2 separate regions of the Ovis aries genome follow, and region 1 is linked to region 2. The links are chromatin contacts, called in public Hi-C maps. All regions are on one chromosome and are shown on one strand. Each heading gives the region's core, a stretch centred on a gene start, on an enhancer-like site or on the middle of the called end of the contact. The rest is flanking DNA. Distances are from core to core; before and after follow the strand shown. Region 1 overlaps LOC114113790 (a long non-coding RNA gene). Region 2 holds the start of HES1 (hes family bHLH transcription factor 1).

What was found. Hi-C and Micro-C count contacts between places; a contact is called where the count stands out from the background.
Region 1: a contact with region 2 is called in a Hi-C map of liver, with 5 times the contacts expected there. The contact joins the enhancer-like site here to the promoter of HES1 in region 2. A contact is called at or near these places in 2 of 16 Hi-C or Micro-C datasets (both in liver).

The regions. Positions count from the first base shown.
Region 1 is chr1:194,257,749-194,260,877 of ARS-UI_Ramb_v3.0, reverse strand. All of the region lies in intron 2 of LOC114113790 (a long non-coding RNA gene), which reads right to left. Among named protein-coding and RNA genes, the nearest start is that of HES1, 73 kb to the right of the region's middle. Within about 2 kb of position 1,342, at least 5 of the 54 cell types and tissues checked have an H3K27ac peak or open chromatin away from gene starts, as enhancers often do. A contact at or near this core is called in liver, where this site is marked.
Region 2 is chr1:194,184,155-194,187,364 of ARS-UI_Ramb_v3.0, reverse strand. HES1 (hes family bHLH transcription factor 1) reads left to right here and starts at 1,348. Exons shown (of 4, transcript XM_004003033.5): 1 at 1,348-1,691; 2 at 1,831-1,926; 3 at 2,156-2,243; 4 at 2,915-3,210. The coding sequence starts at 1,584. LOC121816684 (a long non-coding RNA gene) reads right to left here and starts at 295. Exons shown (of 2, transcript XR_006056345.2): 1 at 143-295.

The DNA.
Region 1 (3,129 bases), core at 93-2,592, 74 kb before region 2:
CTCCAAAGCGGCATCCTCTAACGACTCATCCCACTCTTTATTCCTGCATACCATAAAGGGGATGTCCCCTGTCCTTGGGATCTTCCAAGCAAGAATACTGGAGTGAGTTGCCATATCATCCTCCAGGGGATCTTCCCAACCCAGGGATCGAACCTGCATCTCCTGCTTGACCACTAAGCCACCTGGGAAGCCTTATGTCATGCTCACACCCCTCCTTTTTTCAGACTAATGCTTGTAGCCGCTTGACTACAACCCTCACCTCTTGTCACTGCCTGTCCTATGACTTTCCTATAAGTCGAATTGCCAGGGAACCCTTCCAGGGAATGACAGGGTGAGTATTAACAAACCATCAACATGTCCAAAGCAGGACATACACAATTCCTGATAAATGTTGTATACACCCCCCGACCCCCACCCCGGCCATGGGCCCCAGCTCCTTCCGATTAAGTCAGGACATTTCAGAAGATCCTGACCTTGTCACTTCTTATTTCCCAACTTCTCAGAGCTTGTTTCTCCACCTTGCTGAGATACGGTGTGCCAGGGGAGGAATTCAAGAACAGGATCTTTCGTCCAGTGAGCACAGCAGTTACAAGCACAGACTGCCTAAGTTTTAATCCCAGCTCTACCATTTACTAGCTGTGTGATCCTTAGCAAGTTACAGAACCTCTCTGCGCCTCTTCTGTTGCCTGGAGATCGGTGATAATAATTCCTGCTTTTGGATTGTTGTGAAGACTAAATGAATTATTGCATTAAAATGGTTAGCAGAGAGGAAGCACCCAGTAAATGTTAACTACTACGATGGAGCCTCTTTCAGAGTCTTTCCCTGAAAGAACGGGTTATCTTCTGTCAGTTTCAACTTTGCACACCAGCACTTCAGGCAGGTAGGGGCACTTTTAAAGTGACAACCTGAATCAGTTTGGGGGAGGGAAAGATTTTATTAGAAAGATTTCTTCTTGTAAGGGTTTAAATTTTCTCAGCCCCTGTTGCCCACATAGTATCGGCCGAAAAGAAAGGGAAAAAAGAAGGAAAAATCAAGTCCTGAGGCGCATCCCAGGGAGGATGGAGAACCAGACTCGCTCGGGTCTCCAGGAAGATCCCACGGCCGGCTTCGCCCCCGCCCCCACTCGGCCAGACACTCGAGGCTCCACCGCAGATGCTCAGACCCTTCAGAAACGTAACACCAAGGAGGGGAAGGCTAGCGAGTTCCCAGAGCCTCTCAGGCACGCGGTCTCTCTCCCCACCGGCAGCGCCTTAAATGCCAGAGGACTTGCCAAAGATGGAACTGTTTTGTTGGGAGCTCGGGTTTCTCCCGCCGCGAGGCTGAGCCGGTGGCGCAGCTGCTCAGAGGTCACGCCCGAGACACGTCCGCACAAGCCCGCCCGGGGGCTGGGGACGCGGGGGCGGCCAGCTTCTCCGGGGACCTGCCGCGTCTCTGTTCCCATCTTCGTTTCACAAACACACAACCCGCGGAGGCTGCTTTCCTCTCCCAATTGGGATACTCTTTTTGCAAAACAAAAAGGATGCAGAACAAAACAAAAAGACCCCAAGGGAAAAGAAACGTTTCTTTAAAAATGCTAATCGTGAGCTTTTTTTGTTTTGTTTTTCTTAATTGTTTTGGAATTCAGCTTGTGTGGGATCTGGAGCTCTTTTTCAAGAAATGGCGGAAAGAAAAAAAGTCTAAATTTGGTATAGGAAACCTGAAGCCATTTAACCTTGAGAAGTTAGTCTTCATTTTCTGTTACTTAAAATATTTGCGTTTGTATGCTTAGAGCCCTATGCATATGATAAAAATAGAAGGCACTGATCAGTTAACCACCTGTGTTTTCCTTGCATGGCATATTTTCCACTGTAAACAAGAAAACACAGATTGGAAATCCATTCATTCCTTCCTAAGAAGTGCTTCAGTTGGGGTTTATTTGTGTTTTCAATGAATGGAAACCAAAAACAACCTTTGCAAGATTATTTCATGCAAAGAAACTCTAACATATCTTTTTATCCCCTCTGCAGCTATTTCTACATAAAGTCCAAGATTTTTTAAATGCAGTTAATAATTATAATTACTATTTAATTTACTGAGCACATACTATATGTTTGACTTATTTGTGATAAAGCTGGGAAGGAGTTCTTAATTCCTGTTTTACAAGTGAGAAAACTTCAGAGAGGATGTGTGCATTTAGTTGCTCAGTCATGTCTGATTCTTTGTGACCCCATGGACCGCTAGCCTCATCTGTCCGTGGAATTCTCCAGGAGTAGGTAGGCTTTCCTTTGTCCAGGGATCTTCCAGAACCAGGGATCAAATCTGGATCAAATCTAGCTAATCAATGATGCAGTCTTTATGTTCATGCCAGTCAGGTCCGAGAGCAGCAAAGCTGTGCTCTTTTCACCACCATAAACCATTTCCTAAACAGATACTTAGGAACACAAAGGTGTATCTGATCTTTTAATTTCCAATATAACTTTTAGGGGCAGAGGCATACAGTGAAAGGCACTGGTTTCTAGAGCTTGTGCTGCCTATGTTATCTTGTGTGTGTGTGTTTTAACCTTTTTAAAAATTTATTCTTAACTGGAGGATAATTGCTTTATAATGTTATGTTGGTTTCTGTCATACAATGACATGAATCGGCCATAAGTAAACATATGTCCCCTCCCTCTTGAACCTACATCTGCTCCCCTCACTCCATCTCACTCTTCTAGGTTGCCACAGAGTACCTGGTTGAGCTCCCTGCCTATATTGTCATTCAACCTTAATAAGACTCTCTGCCTTAGTGCCCCCTCTCTACAATGAGAAATTCTCTCTAAAGTCCTATCTAGCTCTAACATCGGAAGATCTATCCTAAATTAAAAGATCAGACTCTGTTATTGAACATGGCATAAATTAATCACTGTGTTCCTGATTCCCAGATTCCTTTTATCTAACTCTGTGGATTTCCAACACTGGCTGCACATTAGAATCTTCTGGAAGAGCTTTTAAAAATACAGATGCTCCAGCCACACCCCCCAGAGATTCTGATTTAATTGGTCTGATGTGTGGACCAGGCCTGGGTATATTTCAAAAGCTCCCCAGGTGAATGTGTAGCCAGGATTGAATATTGATCTAACCTAGTGAACTACTCCAATTTCACCCACCCC
Region 2 (3,210 bases), core at 99-2,598:
TTCCAGGCCCGGCGGGGGCCGGAGGAGAGGGGGGGGCCCGGGGACACACACACACACCCCACACGCAGCGCGCGCCAATGAGCCCAGGCCAGGCGCAGGGGGCGGGGTTTTCCCAGGCTCGAGCACAGCAGCTGCTATTTACCTTCTTGGCTTCTCCCGGGGACCAGGAACCAGCCCCCGCGCTCCGCCGCCCGCCGCCGCCCCCCGCCTCCCTGCCCCCGGGGCGCGCGCACACACTCACACACGCACGCACACACACACATCCTCCCTGCCCGGCCGCAGTCGCGGCGGCAATAAAACATCCTGGCACGTGCTCCGGCTCCAGGCGCGCCCTCGCCGGCCGGCTGATGTCAAACTGCAGCTCGGCTGGTGTAGCTCTTAAAGGGCCCGCGCGCGCCGGGTGCCGAGGCTGCCCTGGCCGCCCGCGGGGCGGGAAGGAGGGAGAGGCTGCCGCTCGGCAGGCCGCCTCGGCGCGCTGCAGAACCGAGAGGGGGCGGATGGAAAGGGAAAAGTTGGCAAGGACGTGCGTGCGTCCTTGAGGCATTGCCATCAAAGTCCCCCTTGTTAACCTTTCATTTGAAATTCCATTTCCTTTCTGCTCAGTTGGAAATTATTCTGATTGTTTCCTGGGGAAGCGCGGGGTCCGAGGCCCCCAACTCCAGAGGAAAAATGAGGGACGGACCGGGGGAGGGGTGCGGGGATCGAAAACCACCTTGCTCTGAAAAACCTGCAAATATAAGATGGAGGCACATTTTCCTTTTCTGCATGCAAAAGGAAAATTTTTTGCCCTTTTTTGCACGGTCAACTTTCACCCCCCTCCTCCCCCGAACGTGCGGAGTCTGAGAGGGAAATCACTTAGATCTTTTCGTAACTCACACCCTTACATTCCCCCGTTCTAACCACTGCATTTATAACCTTTAATCCCTGTCCTTCTAAACCTTTAAAAATATATATTTCAAATGAACTTATTACTGGCAAAGCAGCTCTATTACATATGAAAGGAAATAAAGAGCAAAGGCCGAAGCCCCAAGAGAAATAAACTAGACTAGAGCAAACCCAATGCGGAAAAATCCTTTCTAAAGCAAAGGCCAGCAGGGAGAGTAGCAAAGGGTTAAAATCCTTTTGATTGACGTTGTAGCCTCTGGTGCCCCGGGCTCAGGCGCGCGCCATTGGCCGCCAGGCCTTGTGCCTGGCGGCCAATGGGGGGGCGCGGTCCACGAGCGGTGCCGCGTGTCTCCTCCTCCCATTGGCTGAAAGTTACTGTGGGAAAGAAAGTTTGGGAAGTTTCACACGAGCCGTTCGCGTGCAGTCCCAGATATATATAGAGGCCGCCAGGGCCTGGGGATCACACAGGATCCGGAGCTGGTGCTGATAACAGCGGAATCCCCCGTCTACCTCTCTCCTTGGTCCTGGAATTGCGCTACCGATCACCAAGTAGCCATAAGATATTATAATAAACCCTCAGCACTTGCTCAGTAGTTTTGAGAAAGTATAAAGTAAAAGGGACATAAGCAAGACAATTTTTTTGTGTGTGAAGAACTCCAAAAATAAAATTCTCTAGGGATTAAAAAAAGAAAAAGAAAATGCCAGCTGATATAATGGAGAAAAACTCCTCGTCCCCGGTGGCTGCTACCCCAGCCAGTGTCAACACGACACCGGATAAACCAAAGACAGCATCTGAGCACAGAAAGGTAAGGGCAGTACCTGTATTTCCCTGCACCCCCAAGAAATTAAGTCGGGGTTGGGGCTCTTTTCTCCCTTAAAATCGCGGGGAGAAATGGCAGGTCCCATGGGAACTCAAGCGCTCTTTTTTAAAAATTTTCTTTACAGTCATCAAAGCCTATCATGGAGAAAAGACGAAGAGCAAGAATAAATGAAAGTCTGAGCCAGCTAAAAACACTGATTTTGGATGCTCTTAAAAAAGATGTAAGTGGGTAATTCTTTTTTTCTCTCTCTCCCAGGTATTAAGAATGAAATCCCCTTGCCTGCGGGGTCTTCCCTGCCTGCACTGCATTCTCAGAGGCGGGAGAGCTGGGCCCCTCTAGCCGAGGTCTAGGGCTGTCGCCGCCATGGCCAGGGGGAGGGACGGACCCCCACCATTCCGAAACCTCTGGCGAGGCTCTCACTTTCCTCCTTTGCCTCCTCTTCTGTGCAGAGTTCGCGGCATTCCAAGCTGGAGAAGGCGGACATTCTGGAAATGACAGTGAAACACCTCCGGAACCTGCAGCGGGCACAGATGACGGGTGAGAGCGGCTCGCCGCGTCCCCCTCTGCGGGCGTCTCTCTCGCCCCGCGGTGATTTCTTCCAGACTTCCGCCCGTGGTTGTGAGAGGCATTCAGCTACATTTTACTGCCTTGGCTCACTCTTGCGTTCCCACGGTCTGGGGCTTATTTATAGCCACAACTCCAAGTTGTTACTGTTCCGGAAAGGGAGGGAGAGAGGTTGTAGTGGCGAGGGCGGCGGGCGGCGGGCGGCTTGGCAGTGGGGGAAGCGGATGGGGGGGGGGGTGAAAGGATTTAGAACCGTGGTGGTTTTTAAGCTGCGTGGAGCTTGGGGTCATCTAGTTTAGCACGCCCTCCTCGCCCGCTACATAAGGGGAAATAAGGCTCGGATGGTGCAGAAGAGGGGGAAGGGCACTATCCAAGGTCACATCGCGCGGGGGTGGGGAGGAGGCAAATTTGAGGCTTCAGATCGGGTTAAATGAAGCGACAGGGAATGGAGAGGGAGCGTCTCGGGGTCTGTCGCCAAGCTAGTGTGGCTAGGTGGAGGGTTTTTCTAAACCCAGCCGGCTACCCAGAGGCAGTTCCGCGGGCGGGTGGTCAGGGAGGCGCGCCGCGAGGACCTCCCAGGGCGGAGGCGATGGCTTCGGGGCCAGGGCCTTTCGGTGACCCATCCGTCTCCTTCTGGCCCGCAGCCGCGCTAAGCACAGACCCGAGCGTGCTGGGGAAGTACCGCGCCGGCTTCAGCGAGTGCATGAACGAGGTGACCCGCTTCCTGTCCACGTGTGAGGGCGTTAACACCGAGGTGCGCACCCGACTCCTCGGCCACCTGGCCAACTGCATGACCCAGATCAACGCCATGACCTACCCAGGGCAGCCGCACCCCGCCTTGCAGGCGCCGCCGCCGCCCCCGCCAGGACCTGGCGGCCCGCAGCACGCGCCGTTCGCGCCGCCGCCGCCGCTCGTGCCGATCCCCGGGGGTGCGGCGCCC